2 separate regions of the Dromaius novaehollandiae genome follow, and region 2 is linked to region 1. A link is a contact called in public Hi-C data. All regions are on one chromosome and are shown on one strand. The core of a region is the stretch at or near the end of the contact, and the rest is flanking DNA. Distances in the headings are between cores, read along the strand shown.

Region 1 (7,250 bases), core at 1,709-4,208:
AGAAACTGTGCCAGAATCTCTCGCTCGTGATTATCTATCAACCTGGCAATTACCAGGACTGACATGAAAGTCTCTTTTAAGATTACTTTTAAAAAAGATCAAGCCCCCAGTTTTTAGAAAAATCAGAGGTATTAGCCAGATAATCTATTTGCATATACTAGTATTACTTCTCCCAAGTTGCAGTGATTTATGCTTGACATTCCCTAGTTATGGGGCAGCATTCCATTCAGACAGAAAGAAGACATGAAATTGTCTTTAAAGTAGCTGAAACAACAGAGCCAGATTTGAATACTGGAGTCTGATGAGAACTTAATGGAAAAATCCAGCTTATACTGCTGAGGGACTGATTCCATGCAGTTTTTATAGGCAACTCTGAATCAGAAACAGGAAGCGCAGATCCAGCTCCAAAGTCCTCTTAAAGCTTGCACTTACTTTTTAATACCCTATTGCTGTACCACGGAGAAGCAGAGCACACACCTTGGATTCTTATTTAGGCTGAGCTCTTCATTAAAAATATTAATGTATCAGTCATAAAATATATATTTTACAGCAAGTACTTTTTTTGTTGTACTTCCCAGCAGCCCCATTCATCCATTCTGACCTGTTAGCTTGTTCCAGATAGCTTAGGAAGCAAATCAGCCACTATTGAGAGATGGGACAAAAGACTTTTCACAATTAAGCGTGAATGCATGAGAAGACATTTCTGAAGCTTATTGTAAGCAACAACTGAAAGTGAAGACAATGCTGAATGTTCATCTCTGCAGTCTGAATGAGTAATGATCATGTAATCAAAGTGTTTTGTGAAATACTGACCAAGAATGCATTACAAATGCTTCTTCTCCTGTGATTTTATGGGTAAGATTAACTAAATTTTCACACAGCCGCTTTAATTCTCATAATAATTTGTAACTATAGTCTATGGAAGTATTAGTGAATTAGCGAAATTAGCAGGAAATAAATCAGAACAATCTTTTTATTTGGACTGTAAGATGCCAGAAGTACATTTCTAAAAGGCTCTATCCATTGTTTACGATGTTTAAAACAAAAGGAAAAAATAGTTATTTTCCTCACTTTGAAGACAAAGAACAACATCTTTGCAAATTGTTTTTATTAGCTGTAAACAAGTTTTATGACTTTTCACACCCATTCATTTAATTGTAAAGAAAGTTTGAATACTGTAGGGCAAAAGTACATTTTTAAGAAACTGTTTCTCCATTAATTTAGTTGCAACAATATCTCTATTCGTTAGCTAGAAAAAAGAACAGAGGAAAAACTTTTGTGCGGGTAACTTTGAAGACCGAAAAGCACTGACACTGTATCTATGTATACTGCCTGTAACTGATCAGAGATTTTACTCTGAATAATACAGGCAAATTAAATTCTTTGCAAATCAATTAGCTGTCAACAAGCAAGACCAGAAATGGGGAAAAATGTAAAATCTACTAACATGTTAAGATTTAAATTTGGGGTTCTTGTAAATGTCTTCATTCACAAGAAATGAATGAATAAGGGATTTTACTTTGAGGGTAGTAAGCTTAAGGAAATTATCTTGACGTTTGTACACATATACATGCGAGTGTAAAAGCTTTCTCTTTGAGGACTGTCTGTGAAAAATGGCCATGTCTCAAGTAGCAGCATTTCACTTGAGTATTTTCTTCCAACAGACTAAGGAGTCTTGTGTGCAACAGGATAAAGCAGAAATGCACTCCTTATTGAGGCTATTACGGTAGTGATTATAAATGGCAGCACAGGTTGTAAACTGGAGCATTCACATCTCCATAATCTGACGTTGAGCGTAAACATTTTCATCCATCAGCTGTAACTGGTGATCACCTCCGCAAGCTGCAACCAAAGCAGAGTGCTCCAATGCTGCATGTCCCAGCTGCACGCCTGCGATGAGCCATTTTCTCAGGTGCCGACCCAGTGCGAGGGCTAGTCTTAAGCTGCAAAATAAGACTCACTTCTGCGTTGAAAGGCGGAGGTGCTACCTGAAGCAGAGAAAGCTCCAAACACTGCTTGCAAGCAGTCTGCAGAGTCCCGAACGGGGTCAGTCAGGCCTGCAGATGGCTGCATCCCCCTGTACCTCGCACCCAAGTGTTAACGCAGGGTGCCTGCACGCATCAGGCCAGAGCTGCTTTTCAGTCTGCCGCACTGCAGCCCTCGGTTTGGGGGGCAAACGGGCTGCCCTGGCCTCCTCCTCTGCCACAGCCGGGCGCCTCGCAGAGTTCAGGGCGGCGAGGCGGGCAGGCAGCGTTGGTTTTCAGTCGGAGCCCGTCAGCGGGAGTGCTGCAGGGCAAAGGCGCACTTCTTGTAGGCGGCATAGAGCAGCAGGATGGCGCGCAGCATCTGGCGGCACATGGCGGCGGCGGCGGCGCGGGCCTGCGGCGCCCGCAGCCCACAGGGCCGCCGCTGCCGGGGACTCACCACGCGGCAGAAGGCCGAGCGCTCCGACACCCGCAGCGCCCCGGTCCAGCGCGGCGGCTGCGCCGTCACCAGCCGCCCGAAAACGGCGTCCAGGCCGCACAGCCGCACGGCCTGCGGCCGCCGCAGCCCCGCCCCGCGGCCGCGCAGCCCCGCCGCCCCCCCCGCCGCCGTCGCCTGGGGGCCGGGGCCGCCGCCGCGGAAGGGGTGCGCCGTGGCGGGCTGCGCCGCGCCGCCCCGCAGCCACCGCAGGGACTCGTCGAGGGGCGAGCGCGGCGCCCACAGCTGGTAACCGTCCGCCATAGCGCCCGGCGCGGGCCGCGGCATCTTTCCGCCGCGGGGTGCCCGGCAACGCACTCTGACGCGGCCCGCGGGGCCGGGGCCGGGGCCGGGGCCGGGGCCGCTCTCGCCTCGCGTCGTGGCGGTCCGCCTCGGCGGCCACCCGCTCCCTGCCGGGCCCGCGCACGGGGCCGCGCCGCCATTTTTGCGGAGGGAGTTTCTGGGCGGAGATGGCGCCGCTTGCAGGGCCGCGGCTCTCCCGCTGCCCGGTGTGTCAGCTCTCCCTCTCCTCCCCGTGTCTTTCTGCCCCTACGTGGCTATGTTTAATTTTACTCAAATCCCCGCTCGCGCGACTTTTGCCGCCTCCTCTGCTACCGACAGAAACGGAGAAATCATGGTGGCCATCTGTTGTCACTGCCACAAAGTAGCATCTTCTGCCACAGTCTCTGCAAAAACAGCTTCTCCCTGCTGTGTGGTAATGCCCTCACCTATCCTTGGAGCTAAAATTCATCATCTTCTGTTGTGATTTACTGTGATGTGTTTTGCCGTGATCTCCCATTAGCATGAGCAAAACCTTTACCAGACTCATCTTGCTGGTCCCAAGGTGCCAGCAGTTTCTGCAAGCTTGCTTAAGATTCCTCTGTCACGTTGAAGTTTAATTGACACCCCCCCGAAAACTGACCTAGAAATTAATAAAGCACTCTTAACCCAATTTTTAGTTGTAGTGAATATTTTAAAGGTTCTGATTGTGCTGAATAAGACTTACCTCCCCTCTTGATCAGTAGGTCTTTTTATTTCCTATATATTTAAAGCCTTAGTAGTCTCACTTTCCAGCTGTCTCTGAAGGTCTCTACTTTTAATAACACTTGAAACGCTAATCTTAAGGAGAAGCAGTGCAATGGGGAAGATTAAACGTCTTTCTAGACAAAGAACATACTTGGAATATTACTTTTGGAGTGATTTGACCAATAGTTTTAAATGCCCCCACTCTGATCCATTTTCATTTTTTTCCAGCTTGGGGTCACGGTGAACTTGTGTCATGATGCAAGCTGCAGAATGTGCTTGGGGAGAGGGGTTGCATTACACAAGTTTTGCCGAAGTGCTTCTGTACAGATGGAGGAATGTTACAGCAGTGTGATTTTTCAATATGACCAGTTTTGTTTTCAGTCAGAAGCTTCCAGCAAACAGAGCCCTGCTGTTATGAACAACAGTATGGCTGGAATAGAAGAGCAAATGGCTTTGAGAATGAAATGGTTATGCTGTGTAACTTTTTTTGGCAAATGCACACATGCACAGATAACATTAAAGGACTTTGTTAGGGACTATGTCTCTAAACCATATTACAATAATGATTATGATCTGAATATTAGTCTATCAAGTGTTTCTATTAAAACAATGCATGTATTTCTTACTGCCTCATGAGACACAGGGGTGTGTGTTTTGTCTTCAGCTGTAGTGATGCTTGGGGCAAAGTCTTGCAGGAAGTTAGTTTAGGCTTTTTCCACGTGGCCACCCTCCCAGTCAATGGACAAAAGTGATAACACAGAAACGATAGCCTTAACTAAGCTCACAAAGAATAACATAAAAAAACTTATTGGAGATAACTTGCTCAATTTCTGCTCTGGTTAGTTAGCTTGTTTGTTCCCATATTGACCAACTTGCTTACCACAGTAAACAGAAATGTCTTTATATTTGGTTGCTGTCTGATACACAGCTGTTGGAATATGTGCACTTGATGTGTACATGTGAAGTATGTATAAGAACATGACAAGCGTTCCTTAGAAATACTAACGCAGCAAAGTATTAAACATTATGAGCAACATTGTTGTGAGAAATTCACATTCCTGAGTTGTTCAGTGTGTGTGGGGGGGAAGGAAACAGTTTACCAAACCACAACAATAATTTAATAGAAATTAACGTATTTAATTTTGTATGCAGCAATATTTGGCCTGTTCCTGCAGGAAAGCTTTGAAAGGAAGGCATGACTGATGACAATTACAGTTTGTTGAATTTATGACCAGCAAAGAAGGATCTGATATGGCCGATTTAACTTAGTGCAGCATAAATTTTCTTTTTGGATTAATTTCTCAGGAAACAGAGTTTTTAATTCACTCTAGCATCTGTGATTTGCATTAATATAGGCAAAGCATTGTAACAGGATACTCCTTCCAAAGGCAGATCTCTTCAAAATGAAATGCTCCATCTTTCTTTTTTTTCTTTAGAAGGAGATTGTCACGGTACAACCAACTGTCTTTACAGTCCTGGACCATGTGGGTTTCGTGTAGTGGGAGGGAGGGGAGGAGAGGGAAAAGGAGATTTACTGCATGACTCCATAACTTGTGTCAAAGATCAAAATTTACTATGCAGGTTGCAACAATACAAAGCACAATTCTTATTAACAGAAACTTAGCTCAACTAGAATACTTATTTTCTAATTACACTAAAAGTTATGCTAACGGTAACTACTTAGTAAACAGACAAACCTAGCTAATTTATACTAATTGTAACTACCCAAACAGATGAACTAGGCAAACGAAGCAACAATTCTTATTAAACCAATTCTGCTTGATCTTACCCACGTGTTGCCTCAGCAGCCAACGTACACTCAATCCCAGGGCAGTAACTGCAGGAGGGTGTCCCCATCCCAAGGGGATCCACAAGTTGGCAGACCCACTGTCACCCACAAAGAGCCCCAGATGGCCTCCAGGGCCAACCGATTTATACCCTTCAGGGGAAGGTGGAGGTGGAGTCGCAAGGCCAGTTGCAGTTGTCTTCAGGCAGTCGCAGTCCCTAGCCCTTGGCTGCTGCAGGGTTCAGCTGTCCCCTGTCGCTGTTACAACGATCGCACCCACGGTCACAGGGTGTGTGGGGGGAGGGCGGGGGGGGCCAAACACCCCCAACAGCAGACTAGCTGCCTTGAGCACTCTTCAGCACTGAAGAAAGGATTTGAGTGACTGCGTGTGACTGCTTTACTGCTGCAGTGGTGGTCCCAAGGAGAGATCCCCTGGCTGGGGTAAGAAGGAGTTAATCCAGTCCGCAATGGTTAACACTGCCCCATCAGTGAGAGCAGGTGTTGTCTCTCAGTGTCCTGATGAGGAGGAGTTAATTCCAGTCCACAGTGATTAACACTGCCTCAGTAGTGAGGGCAGGCTTTGTTTCTTGAGGTCCTGGTGCCCAGGCAGGCCTTATAAAAAAGTAGAGAGATCTATATGTAAAGGCTCACACACCTATACATAATATAATATATAGATGCATATGTGTGTGTATATATATATTTACTTCATATAAGTGGCAGACCATCATGTAATTTCCTTTAGTGAATCAGATTTTCAATCCTAAGATTGCTACTCAGCCCTTTTGTTTAGGACAATTTTCTATTAACTTCAGTATGAATTTTGCTTAATTACAGTCTGAAGAGGAAACTGATAAATGCTTCACATTTTGGTTCTGGCTTAATTTTGAATGACTGTAATTTACTTGTGGGCTTCAGAGACCTGCAAAATAAGGTAAATGGCTATAATTTCTCGTAGCTGTTGATCTGCAGCAGTCTTTTTGTACTGCCTCCTGTTTGTCTGAAAATCCTTCCATGTCATTTTTTTTAGGTGTCAGCAGATAAACAAGTTGTGTCTTGCTGTGAATTCTTGAATCATGAAAAGAAATAAAATAATGTTAAAAGATCTGGTGGAGACTCTGGCCCACCTCTGTTTTGTCTCCTTAATTTTTACCCCCTCAGTCTTGGATCTGTCTAACAATATAGATATCTTCAAAAGGTCAAAAAACAGTCATTTGAAAAGATAAAAATCTATATTTAGGGCTGCAATACTTGTGTTTACATCTTCCTGATTGTTATAGTTACTTTGATTTCTGGGCCTCAAGGCCTGAAGTTCATCTTAGTATCTCCCCAGCTTAGATTCATGAAAGAAACACATGAGCTGTAATTAATGAGATTTACTATAATTGTAACCACTTTGCTCATGAAACAGTCTATTTTTACTTGATTCTTGACATTCAGCCTTGTTAGTATGCTGATGTGTGTTTTGCAACATTTCACTAACTTAGCATCTCCACCATACAGGCTAAATAGCAAATATATTTTCATAACTAGGACATATGCTGTTTAAAAAATATTCTTGATGATCTATCACACTTCCTGTAACTGGGGGTTTTTTTTAGTCACTTTGACTCAAAGTTTAAATATATCACTTTCTCAGTGTTGCTATTGCTTGAGGTACGTGACAGCAGTCAGACCGATTCTTCTGTCCCGGGTCCCATGTGTGCCACAGCAGAGCCTTCCTCTAGCTTGGCAACAAGCAGAGAGAAAACCAGAAAAATAGACCAATTCAAAAGTCTAGTTTTCAAAAAAATGAATTTTTGCATTCCTCATTCAACATATGCAAATACTTGTGTAATAGAATTTGAGAAGCTGGAGTGTAAAAGGGATTGTATGTCTTTCAGCTTTAGACTGTAGTTACCGAAAAGAATAAAAAATGAGATCTGGGCATTATGGTAATTGTCTGATGACTATTGGAGGACAAAAGCCTAGTGAATTA
Region 2 (7,250 bases), core at 3,504-6,003, 270 kb after region 1:
TTTTTTTTTGGAAGTAAATTCAAATGGCATATGTCCTGTGTTACATTTATCTCAAACATGAGCAGGGCAGATCTTTGGGGAAAAAATAATACCTTTCATTTGCCCAGTTTATATAATTGTATAAAACAGACAGTCTCCTGGGCACACATCCTTCAAAAGTGAATTACCTGCGACAGATTATCATTACAAGAAACATTTATCTGTGCCCATTATAAACTAAGTATATCTAAAAGAATAAAAGGAATACTATTTTAATGTTTGAAGACTACATACTATTTTTCTATCTGTTTTCCAAGTGGCTAAACCAGAAGTTGTTTCACAATCTACTGTTCTTCCTACCTGATACTTATCACAAAGCCTTGTCATAAATTTAGTAACTAACCAAGTCTGCTGTTGCTGACTGTGTTTTGAAATGTGCAGTCTCCAGATATTTAAGGAGTTCTGCACTTAACTGGCATAGAAAAAGAGTAATATGTTATGTTCTGCTGACTTTTAACCCCTGAAACCTACTTTTAAATTTTGCCAAAGTCAATATAGTTGTGGAAGAGTTAGGAACTAGAAGGGTTGGCATTATTAAGGTTCACATCATTGCTGTGGGATGGCTATTAAGATTAACTGGGCCTAGTCAAGCCTGTGGCAAATCGATTACCTTCACACTGTTTTCTTTCAGTATAACTCTTCAGATAATTTATTTCCAAAGATACCACCCACAGTGCCTAATAACAAAGGCACTTACTACTTAACTAAACAACCCAAAAGATTTACAAAGCTATAAGCTTTGTGATAGGAAAACAAAGATAGAACATCAAATCTTTAAATGTAAAGGTATTCAGCAATTATGAACTGTGATAGAAAACCATTAAAACTACCTTGAAGGCACTGCAGTAGAGCAGTATACCTCTAAAAATAAAATGAGACTTTCTTCAATCTAAAAAAGACATAAGTAGTAAGAATCCAATATTGTTTCAGACGGAATAGATCATTACTAAACCTGCAGATCACAGACAAAGGAGTGATCCCAGTAAGCCAACACATACCTTTCTATTAAGAACAAAAAGAAGAAAGAGGAAATGTGATAACTCTGAAAATAAATTTGATTTCTGTCAGCTCTTGATGGTGCTGAAGGACATGGTAGGCCCTAAGAGAGACAACACCTTAATCAGCTTCTGCTAACTTCTTTTGACCAGGGATAGCAAAATGCATGACACCACTCCCAGGACAAAGCACATCCTGGACCACAGTACTCATGTTTCTGCTAAGTCTTCCTTGTTTCTCTGACCACAGATCTTCTGTCAGTGACCATTTGACTGTCTTTTCATATTTCAAAGTCACTCTTCCAGCTTTCAACAGCCTTAGGGTACTGAGTTGGATGGTATTTTTGACATTCTTTCAATGGAGATAATTCATAGTCCTTATGTATAAGGCCCTACCAGTAAAACACATTGCCTTGACAGTTCCTACCCTTTCTCTGGCAGTATTCACGCCAACCCTGGACATGTACTCCTCATCACCAAACAGTCCAGAGCTCACTCTCTTTTATTCCACTCGTTCTCATCTTCTGTAGTGTTTCTTGCCACCTGTTATCTCACTTCACTTTGCAGTTTAATACCAATACTAACCCCTTCCCTTTCCCAAAGTGGTTTGAATGAGACTGTCCGTGGAGCATTCTCTTTTCTATGTCTATAATGTTTCTTCTGCTGCTCTGCTTTGTCCCAGTTGTGTCACCTTTGAGTGTATGCCACAGATTTTGCAACTAGAGAACAGTTAATCTGCCATTGGCAACTACCACATCACTCTACTTCTTTGAAGCATGTATTGATCCTCCACACTTCCCCATATTCTTCAGCAGGCTGTTAATAATAGCAGGATTTCACTGTAGCAATTTTTAGGGAACATCACCTTCCCTTCCTTTCTCTTATTTAACCTCAGGTTAGCATGCAGTAAAGGCATAATCTGGAAGGGATGTCAGTTCAGTAGACAAATGTGTGGCTGCTGCTTGGTTAGATGTACTCAAGCTAGCTATTAAGCTAGCTGTCTTGAGTACTGACAGCAACATAGCTACAGCAATATGGAGCTCAGAGCCCCAGGTAAATACCCAGGCAATTAGAGCTTTTTGAGCTCCATGCCATATGGGCATGTCTGACTTAACTAATTATTATTCCTGATTGAATTTCAGTCACAGGGCAGACAAAATCTTACCTAGGGAGAGTACTTTGTGAGGACAGAAATATTTGGGACCTCTTCTTATGAGACTAGGCTGAATAGAAGTGAAGTCTGAGGAGTCTCTCAAGGCAGATGTGAAGGAGCAGGGTTGTCCTAGGACTTTGCAAGTGGTGCAACCTTCCAGGAGAAAGAGCAAATGTAATGGTAATCAAGCTATAATGTGTATCTTGTTCTATTTAACAGCTCTGTGGGGCCAATTCCCTTTTTGCAGGATATGAATATCTCCCCTTGAGTTAACTCTCTTACACAAGTGTTACCTGTATCCTGAAGAGAGAAAAATGGGCTCATGGTGAGGTAGTAATACAGCAAACTGATTGCTACTGGCACATCTCTGTTCACATCCATCTTCTCTCACTTTTAAAATTGCAATTGCATTTTTAACTATACTACTGCAGAATCTATGTATATATGGCTAACCTCTTATACAAGCGAAAGCTTGTTTCTACTAGAAACAAATGAGAACAATTTACTCAGCTTTCCTGTCCTGGCAACAAAAAACACTTTTTTAAAGTGGAAGGTCGTGAAGACCCTTCTTTCTTTGACACAGAAACTAGCTCCTTCCTTTCCAGAAAGATGACTGTGAATCTCAAACTGCCTGCTGCTAGAATAACACTAGAGAGCATTAGTGACTCAGAAAAAAACAATTATCCTCCACAGACCTTTTCTGATTTCTTGGCTTTCAGCTTCCAGTACCACCATTTTCATGCTACCTTAAATACTTACCTGCATCTCTGAAAAAAATAGTGAAAAGACCATGAATTATTATGAATATCAAGGAAAAAATATAAGCTACATTGTGAACCTCTTAGATCTAAGATATCTCCGGTTACCCTTCCTTGCTTGCTGCAGACAGAACAGTCACAGCAGCACAGCCTTCCGCTTGCCCTGTTCAGTAGCTGATTTGGGAGATTTGTCAGTGCCCCTTTTTATAACATGGGATGTGATCATCTCCTCCCAACTGGAGCCTGAAATGTTTCTGTAATTCATCACCATTCTGAGGACTTTTAACTCCTTTCCACAATATAATCTCCTTATAGATTTCAAAATGAAGATCTCTTGCTGTATGCTTCACATTCTCACTGCGCACATTTGGCCACAGCAAGTAGTCATGCTGATTTGGCCTGGATGCCATGATTCATAGCCACAGCAACTGCATCTCATTATGCTTGCATTTGCAGCAGGAGATTATGGATCAAGTTATCTGAGGACCTCAAAACTCACTGTTACAGAAAAAAGGGATGGACCCAGCTTATCCTAATCTGATTTACCAACCACCAGGGTTTTGCTTCATTTTTCATGGGGTCAGTGTTTATTTGGCAGCTCTTTAAGCAGCTGCTGCTAGAAGATGTATCAGAGAAGACAGAGGAAGAAGCCTGCAGTGACAAGCAGGAGCTAAGTGACAGGAGCAGCCATTTCTGGTGGAAATACAGGAAGGCCAGCAATGGACTGAGGACAGTAACATGAGAAAAGCAATGATCTGGAGGTGTACACAAAGTAGCTTTTCAGTTAACAACTGGCGGAGCAGTCAGATGTGAGAAACAGTATTGCTCTTGAAATACATTGCTATTGCCGTTTTGAAGTCAGTAAACTTACACTGCTGGAGATTTACTGGCAAATCTACTTTGGCAAGAGAGAGAGAAGCTTGTGAACCCCCCTGAAATACTTACAGACAGCTGTATCAGAAACACTGGCAGGGTCCAAGCTCGCTTACTGAGATGTTAGCAAGTTAATTTATTGTTTGCCTTTTGCCCACCCTGATATACATGTCAGTAGTGATCTCAGTGTATCCTTCACTGCCCCAGTTACTGGAGGCAGAGAAGAGGCAGATTCAGTACCCGCAGACAGTGACAGAAAGTGCCTTTGGCAAATGAAGTAAAATGGCAGACCAGATTGAAGGCAAGATGATCTTGCACATCAAACGCATACCGCATAAATGGTAGACAAAGCCATCACCTTGGAATTTTATTTGCTTCCTATATATGCCTGAGCAAAGGTGAATTCGTTGTCATGAACTGAATCACTGACATGGTCATTTTGAGGTCTGCATTTCATCTCATTTCTTGGTAAGTCTGGTCTTCATGCCAGAGACTTTATCCAGAGAAAAAAATGTTGGTGAGGCTACAAGCCCTTTAATTTTACACCCACACGCAACTGAAAATTAACAGGAATTTTATCTGAAAATCACATATAAAGTCCTCGCTGGTGACTAACAGCAGCAGTTTAATCTATTTTCCTCATCTCCTTCCTCACCTTTTTCACTTTTTGATAATCTATGTTAAATCATGGTCCTGACTATTTGTATGGTTTCATTATGTGTTCTGAGACTTTGCAGATAGCAGGACCGAAAAGCAGGCTTTAAAGACTGTTTGCCAAAATATTTGTTTCATCATGTTAAACTACTTGATAGAATTCTTTCTTTCAGTTTTCCATGGTAATTCACAGTCATCGTGGCATTACAGTACCTATCAGTCTGTCCCTCTTTACCACACCACCATTGCAATCTCTTGAACTACCACCAGGTAGGTGGTGCTTCCTTTCAGCTGGAATAATGCTTTTGTCTGTGTCCTATCAGCTATGCTATGACAAATAGGTTGAACTAGTTCCTAGTTTTGAAGCATATTTTTGAGGTCACAGTGCCCTCTACTGTCACAGGCATCCTCTTCTGCATCATCTTGATAGAAAACAAAATGAAATGTTTGATATGTACTCACTGAAAAAAGCAATATATTTTCTCCTAGAATTAACACGTTCATTTTTGTTTCAACATAAACTTTCATCTGGCCTAGTGGACCAACTCTTGGCTGTTTGACTAGATAGAAAATAAGTTGACCAGGGCATGTTCATTTGCTGCTGACTATAAGGCTATTTTGTCAGAGTAGCTGTTAATTTAAATTAAGCCAATAATCTATGCAGAGTTTGAATCACACCTGACTTGTAGATGTAGAGTTATTCCATATAATTAAATGATCTGATGTGCATTCAAAGTAAGAAGAACCAGGCCTGTGTGTAAAGTACAGATTTTAAGTATGTCTGCCAGAAATTTGTATTGCTCCTGGTGATCATTCCAACTCTAACTAGATAAGAACGACCTATTACATATTGAGACTTTCTTTATAAACTCCTCTCCTGTCTGCTCAAGCCTTCACCCTTTCTCTAATGGATGATGGGATATTCTAGATGGTTTCACTCCCTTTTGAGTGTCTACTGGAACACAACACAGTGTCCTGCAAGTGAGCCTGAAACTATCCCTGCCTTCCTGGTAACTCAACTCTCACAAGTAACCAGAGACCCCTTGTGGCATTCCCTCCGTCACCCCTAAGCAAAACCTCCCCCTTTACCTTCACACAAGACATGGACTGTTCTCATCCACCCTTTCTCTACCAGAAAGTCCTGCTTGCTTATGATTTAGTAAATAAAATTTAACTAAAAGAAAAATAGAATTTAAACAAAAAATTCTAGCTTGGCTCACTTCTGAAGAAACCTGCAGCATGCAGAAGGTAGCACTGAAGCAGGGGGAGCACTAGGTTTAAAAAAGTACTGTTTGTTTTGTATTGTGAGAACCTTTTAGCCTTAAAGAACATCTCAGAGTGCTTAGGGTAGCAGCTGGTTTGTTATTTTGCTATAGGCAGATGCATCCACTTAGGCTCCTCAAGGTGCTACAACAACTTGTTTCCCAGTAGGGGACGTCGTAGCATGGTTACATGTAGGATGACAGGTAGGAGCTCAGATGATTTTGCTTGATGAGAGGTCACACTATATATTGATTATGGACTGAAACTGGAATATCCATACTTTATGCTGATATGAGAATGAGGAGAGGTTGCTGAGCAACTTTCACTTTCAAGTGTACACATATATTCATATATATAAATGTGTGTGTGCGTGCATGTGTGCATGCATGTATAAAAAAATACAAATTAAATACTAAAATCATACAGTACTGCTGGGAACGGAAGCCATATTTCAAATGTAGCAGGCATACTTGTCTTTATTTAGCCATTTTGCCTTGCAACTGCCAAATCATAAAGTTACAGATAATTTCAGTGATACTGAGTACAGCTGAGGACAAATCCAGAATGGAACTGGGGCTGCACTGAAAGGAACTGTGGCCCGACCGGTAATTTGAGTTTCTCTGAAAAAATCCTTCACAGGAAAGCTGCTTTTAAAATTGTCCCTTAATGGAGGGAGGAAAGGAAAAGGAGCTGAAGAGGGTCCTGGATGGAGTGAATACTCGGTGCTGGTTACTGGTACAAGAACACGTTGTTGGGACTATGCAGGGGAACAGAGAAAGCTGTACGCGTAACTGAAATGCAGAATGACTACGAGCAATAGGTGCTAAAATGTTGACAAATCTTTTGTCTTTAGAGAGGTTTCCTTTTTCGTACATGCTGAGGCAATACATGGAAAAGTTCTACCTACTTTTCAAAAAGGAAGAGCTTCGCTGCCCACTGGCAGTTTACAAAGAGCTGCTGGTAGCAGATTTAAAGTAACTTCATGTTTACATGCCACATGCATATGCAGAAGTGCATTTTGCAAACAGTGGGGAACCTCCACAGTTTCAGACAATGTTATAAGCCGTATAGCCCGGGCTGTTAGAAATGTTGGAATAGAAAGAATGCAAAATACATTATGACTGTGCTGCTTTACTATAAACTAATACAAAAATCTCTTACACTATAGTGAAGTCAGTCAACATTGTTGCACAGCTGTAGGAAAACAAAATGCTACACTGGGTATGTGAACAGAAGTTTCATATCTTGCATGTGAAGTCATCTATTGACCCAGTTAGCACTGGTAAGATCTCAGTTAAGGAATGCATCTAAGAGTGAGCACTGCACTTCAGGAAAGATGTGGAGCAGTTTAAGAGTAGGGATTTTTTTTCTCATATTCTCCTTTACCCCTTGTTGTGATACTTACTGTACACCAGCCATGGTAGTTGCAGAGTAGACCCTTCAACACGCACATGCAGCAGGAAAAACCCTTGAAGTCCACACAAGAAAGATGTGAAAAACAGCCTGGAGAAATGT

Evidence for each region. A called contact is a pair of places that touch in the nucleus more often than the background predicts.
Region 2: a Hi-C map of brain shows a contact between it and region 1, with 6 times the contacts expected there. The contact joins the enhancer-like site here to the promoter of FANCD2OS in region 1. A contact is called at or near these places in 2 of 4 Hi-C or Micro-C datasets (brain and ovary).

The regions. Positions count from the first base shown.
Region 1 is chr2:54,443,069-54,450,318 of bDroNov1.hap1, forward strand. FANCD2OS (FANCD2 opposite strand) reads right to left here and starts at 2,959. Exons shown (of 1, transcript XM_026100748.2): 1 at 956-2,959. The coding sequence starts at 2,748. The coding sequence ends at 2,275.
Region 2 is chr2:54,715,253-54,722,502 of bDroNov1.hap1, forward strand. No RefSeq gene overlaps it. Among named protein-coding and RNA genes, the nearest start is that of DPY19L1, 6.2 kb to the left of the region's middle. Within about 2 kb of position 4,754, at least 2 of the 2 cell types and tissues checked have open chromatin away from gene starts, as enhancers often do.